Linked DNA regions of Mus musculus: region 1 is linked to region 2. The links are chromatin contacts, called in public Hi-C maps. All regions are on one chromosome and are shown on one strand. The core of a region is the stretch at or near the end of the contact, and the rest is flanking DNA. Distances in the headings are between cores, read along the strand shown. Region 1 has its middle 300 kb from the start of Gm51671. Region 2 has its middle 260 kb from the start of Lmx1a.

Region 1 (2,700 bases), core at 52-2,551, 99 kb after region 2:
TCTCTTCATTCTCCAAACCACAGTTTTCTCATACTTTAAGATGGAGATAGAATGGCCTGTCTCTCATGCTGCCGTGGCAGGACTCATCCCACGTTCAGTGTAGCTGGCCTGAGTCTTAGTGAATGAAAGTGATTTTTCAGAGATTCAGAATACAGGAGAGTCTGCTTTTATGCTTTCAAATGCACTGAGATTCCAGTTGACCAAGGACTTATAAAAAGGATTAGTGAGGCCATGAGCGCTCGTGGGCACAGTGACGAATCTAATCCATCACCACAGCAGAGATCAGAGCATCTCACTAAACTTACATGACCCTAAGCAAGACTAGCAGAATAGCCATACCTGACTCCTCTCTGCTCTCCCAGCCACCAGAGTCAATAAAATTGTAAGTTTGAAGCATCAAATTTTGGATTGACTTAGTATATACAACAATAGTTAATGCAAACCTAGTATCACGGCCTCTAAAATATTTGAAGATGTGATATGGTCAAGTTAAGTTTAAGCCACCAAATTTTGAGGTGATTTAGTATACAACAGTAGTTAATGCAAATCTACTATCATGGCCTCTACAATACTTGAAGATGTGATAAATGGCCATGCACACTGAGCTCTTGGCACATAATCATTGTTCTAAAGTGTGCATTTAGTTAGTTATCTCTGCAAACAATTCTACACAGCAGATGAAGACATCTCCATTTTCTTGTTTTAAACATTTTTATATTTCCAATTAATTTTATGTGTTTGAGCACATGTGCATGTATATGCACACACACACACACACACACACACACACACACACACACACACATACACACACACACATACACACACACACACACATACACACACACACACACACACACACACGCACACACACAGTATGGTATGTGTGTAGATATCAGAGTACAATAGGAAACTGTTCTCCACTTCTACTGAGTCGGTCCTGGAGATTGAACTCAAGTGTTTAAGTTTGGGGACCAAAGCTGACTGAGCTAGCTTGCCAGCTCTAGCATCCCGTCTTCACATTGAGAAGCCTGCCATAGAAAGCAGAAGGGAGGGCTAGTATTCAAGGTGCCAGGTCCTTCTCTCCCCAAGGCAGATGTTCCCTTGGTTTGTAGCTGTCTTTCTAGGAAAAATAGAAGGAATGTCTTGTCCCAAAGCCTTTGGAAAGCAATAGCCTCCTTCTCACCTCGGATCTTTTCAGCAATAAATAATGAGGGGAACGGAGGCTATATGAGCCAAAGTGTGCACTCTGGGGATGGGTCTGGTTGCTGTGGAGATGGCGGTGATGTCTCAAGCTGATGATGATCTCAGCGGGGGAAATGAGCCGCAGGAGAGGATGCACGGGGGAGCAGAACGCTCTTTCTCCTAATGTCATGTAATGAAGGAAGTTAAGCTACAAATGAATGAAAACAGGGATGGAATATTTTCTAAAGATAATGCTTGCCGGCATCTCCCCAGCACTCTAGTGAGCACCATCAGCTGGCAGAATGAGAACAGCAGCGAGTACCATTCAGCGTTAATTATGTTGAAATGTAAATCTAAAGGCATCAGGCGCAGACGAGTCATTTTTAATAACACCTCATCCTGGGCTATGAAAATTTTTATTTGTCATCATCTAATTGATTTGTGTCCGTTTCAATTATTTGTTTGCTTTGGCTTGGTGTGTTCCTGGGCTGGTGGGAACAAGCAGCCCTCAGCCCTCATTCCCTCCCCCGCCCCCATTCACTTTCATTCTTCACACCTACTATCCCCAATGTTTGACAATGAGCCATGTCGAAGTGGCTCACTTTCTGCCTTCTCCTTGGTTATTAAAAGCAACCCCATGGTCATTACCCAAATCAATACCAGGAATGGGTACTGTTTTGCTTTCTAGTAAATCTTATCTCAATATGCACCTGTATGTTTGTCTCATTATGTAGCTACAAGCTTTTTAAGAGTGGTGTGTGTGTGTGTGTGTGTGTGTGTGTGTGTTGTCCTCTATCTCAGTTGTTTTGACAATGTACACATGAACACATATGTGCACATACATGGATACACATCTATGCAAAAGCACACACACACACAACACACACACACACACACACACACACACACACACAACTATCCAGTTTCTAGCAATATTCTTGGCCAAACTCTAGTTCCTCTTCTCAACATTTACCCATTACTTTCTCCACTGTCCTTTAGGTTTCCTACACAAGATCAAGTGTGATGACAGATTAGTTAAGTAATTAAACCAAGTGCATTAGGAATCTCATGTGTGACCACTCCCAGATAATAAAATCCTCTTAACTAAGCAAAAATGCAGATACCTCCTTAATATGAAAGCTAAGTTCATGGAGGAAGAAGCAACGTATCAGACAGGGATAAATATCCTTAAGTGGGGTGACTTTTCAGGGACCTGCAAATTGTGTTAGTCAGCTAGCTATTAAGCCTAGGCCTGAATGTCAGATTTATAGTAATTTTGTTTGTAGATCCAATAGTGATGAGTGTTGTAATTGCGTTCTCTGGGGCCCCCAAGCCACCTGCCATTTAATCAAAAGCAGATGGGAGATGCTACTCAGTGATGGGGAGCATTGGGAATAAAGTGGGTACAGTGGCAGCCATGCAGAGGTAGAGCCTCCCTTCCCATAATTTAAGATGCTTGTGTTTTCTCTTCTCTCACATCGCATCCCATCTTTCACTCTCAGACAATGAACCCAT
Region 2 (2,700 bases), core at 137-2,636:
TTTGGCAATGTCTGGGGGCACTCTGACACACATTTGTCAATAATGAAATAGGTAGGACACTATTGGCATTGAGTGGGCCAAGTCCGCGGGTGCTGCTTCGGAAGCCATATGCAAAACAGCCCTGAAACAAGAAAATATGAAGAGGAGAAGAGGTTGGAATGCTCAGTGGTCAAGAGTACTGAGGCTCTTCCAGAGGTCCTGAGTTCAATTCTCAGCAAACACATGGTTGCTCACAACCATCTAAAATGTGATCTGATGCTCTCTTTTGGCATGTAGGTATACATGCAGATAGAGAACTTATACATAAAATGAATAAATAATAAATGAATAAATCTTTAAAAGGGGGTACCTGGAGAGGTGGCTCAGTGGTTAAAAGCATACTGTCTGCTCTTCCAGATGTCTTGAGTTGAATTCCCAGCAACCACATGGTAGCTCACAACCATGGGATCTGATGTCTTCTTCCAGTGTGTCTGAAGACAGAGACAGTATACTCATGTACATAAAATAAATAAATCCTTTGGAAAACAAAGAAAAGAAAATACTCGGCTCAGATATCAACAGTAAGGAACATTAGAAACCCTGGTTTGACTGGAACACGGTCAGGTTTATTTCTGTACTGTATCTAGCTTCTACAATATGCCATGACAATGATATTAAGCAGCTAAGACCAAAATACTCTGGTCTCCAAATCCTGTCATATTTTCTGCCTGCCCCTATCTGACAGAAGTGCTATGGTCCCCGAGACCTAAAACATTTCTGTCTGTCCCAGGAAAATGTTTCTGATTTGAATCGAGAGCATCCTTTAAGAACTTCACACAAACAAGAAAAAGAGTATTCTGAAAATGTGTCTCGCTATATCAAATATCCCTCAGCAATCCGTTGTTTCTACCACATCTGGTGTTGTATTTTAGTTCCATGGCTTTCCCATTACCCCTCTATCATATCTTTTTTATTCTAAAGCCTCTTCCAGGCACTGAGCTAAGCCTGCTGCCATTAGAAGGCTGTGTGTTTCCTACTCCTTGGGGGGCCTGTAGCCCAGAGGGGGAGGCGGATATTAATTAAACCATCACCCTAATGAATGTATGATGACAAACCATGATCAGAACTCAGAGGCGGGAGACAGCTCTGATGACAGTTGACTGGGGCTCCGGGCATATGGAAGTTAAGTAGACTAAGACTGTGTGAATGTGTTTGTGGTGTGTGTGTGTGTGTGTGTGTGTGTGTGTGTGTGTGTGTGTGTGAGCTGAATATGTGTATGGGGAGGAGTGGGGGGTTAGCTTGGGGAAGAGGTGGCTCTGTGAGTCCGGCAACCTGGAGGAGAGTGGAACACTGGCGGATGAAGGATCCAGCGATGTGCTAGTGGGAAGTTGGTGAGGACCCAAGAAAAACCACGCAAGCCAGATGGTGTGCTGAGTCTTATCCTAAGAACGTCAAAGCAGAGAGAAGCCACTGAAGGATCTGGGAGGAGACTTGATCAGATTTGCATATGAAGTTCCTAGATTGTCAGACAAGGGAGAAAAAGTTGAGCTCGTTAAAAACTGAGCTATTTTGAAAACAAGTTAGCTGATTGATTAACTTTTAAAGACCCAATTAAGCTTTTGTGTCATCGTTTCCCGCCTTTATACCTGACAGAGTTTGAAAAGGGGCCACGTTCAAATATGATCGTCTTCCTTTTCAAAGAAGCAGGTTTCTGAGCAGAGGTGCAGCTGGAATTTACCCGACTGCGATTTCTAAGGTCATATTTCCTTTGAAGATCAGTTGAATATTTATGTGTGTGTGTAGAGGTGTTGGTTTTTGATGTTGCTAACATTTCCAATTCTCATGGTGAGTTCAAACTTCTCTAAGACTTTTAAAACATGCTTGCCAAAGAACCAGAATCGATAGCTCACCAAATAAATTCTCTGTGATGTCGACCATTTTTTCCTGTGCATATTGTGTTTTTTTTTAAAAAAAAAAAACAATTTTAATTTTCCTCTTCTCTCCTCTGCATGGTGGATCGTAGCTATTGCATTATGTTTTATTACTGTCTGGAACTTGTCTTTTATCAGTAAGGCCTTTGAAGATTCAAGTCCCAACCTTTCTTTGTGAATAAACTCAACCCAATACTCCACTGTGTGGGTTGTGAATTGGTATTTGTTACCTTGAACTTGTGACCTTCCTTTCTCAAACAAGTATTTCTACCCTAGATCTGGTGTTTTCAAAGCCCAGTACAACTGACAACCTGGATTGTACACAATGTTGCAGTGGTCCTCGACCTTCCTAATGCTGCAACCCCCTTAAATACAGTTAGTCATGCTGTGGTGACCCCCAACCAGAAGATTATTTTCATTGCTACTTCATAACTGTGATTTTGCTACTGTTGTGGATCGTAATGTAAATATCTGATATGCATGTAGATGGTCTTAGACCACCCCTGTGAAAGCATCATTTGGTCTCCAGAGGGGGTCCTGACCCACAGGTTGAGAACTATTGTTTCAAGGGACCATAGTAATACTTACTTGTGTATATAGTTTCGTGCTTGTGTCCATGCTGCAGAGAGGAAGGCGACTAGTTGCCATAGTGACCAGAAAGGTACAAGTCTAAAATATTTACCATGCAGCCCTTTATGGGAAAACCTTGTAAGCCCCATTCTAAAGAACATTTGCAGCTATTCCTATTCCTCTTACGTATCTAGTAGTAGACTTAGTAGCTGCTGTGCAG

The links. Hi-C and Micro-C count contacts between places; a contact is called where the count stands out from the background.
Region 1: a Hi-C map of cortical neurons shows a contact between it and region 2, with 2.9 times the contacts expected there. The contact joins two enhancer-like sites. A contact is called at or near these places in 5 of 484 Hi-C or Micro-C datasets (cerebellum, cortical neurons, embryonic stem cells and 1 more), 2 of 115 datasets of contacts at active chromatin or transcription factors (embryonic stem cells and fibro-adipogenic progenitors) and 1 of 9 other capture datasets (embryonic stem cells).

Annotation. Positions count from the first base shown.
Region 1 is chr1:168,043,615-168,046,314 of GRCm38.p6, forward strand. No RefSeq gene overlaps it. Among named protein-coding and RNA genes, the nearest start is that of Gm51671, 300 kb to the right of the region's middle. Within about 2 kb of position 1,302, at least 15 of the 459 cell types and tissues checked have an H3K27ac peak or open chromatin away from gene starts, as enhancers often do. A contact at or near this core is called in cortical neurons, where this site is marked.
Region 2 is chr1:167,944,670-167,947,369 of GRCm38.p6, forward strand. No RefSeq gene overlaps it. Among named protein-coding and RNA genes, the nearest start is that of Lmx1a, 260 kb to the left of the region's middle. Within about 2 kb of position 1,387, at least 13 of the 459 cell types and tissues checked have an H3K27ac peak or open chromatin away from gene starts, as enhancers often do. A contact at or near this core is called in cortical neurons, where this site is marked.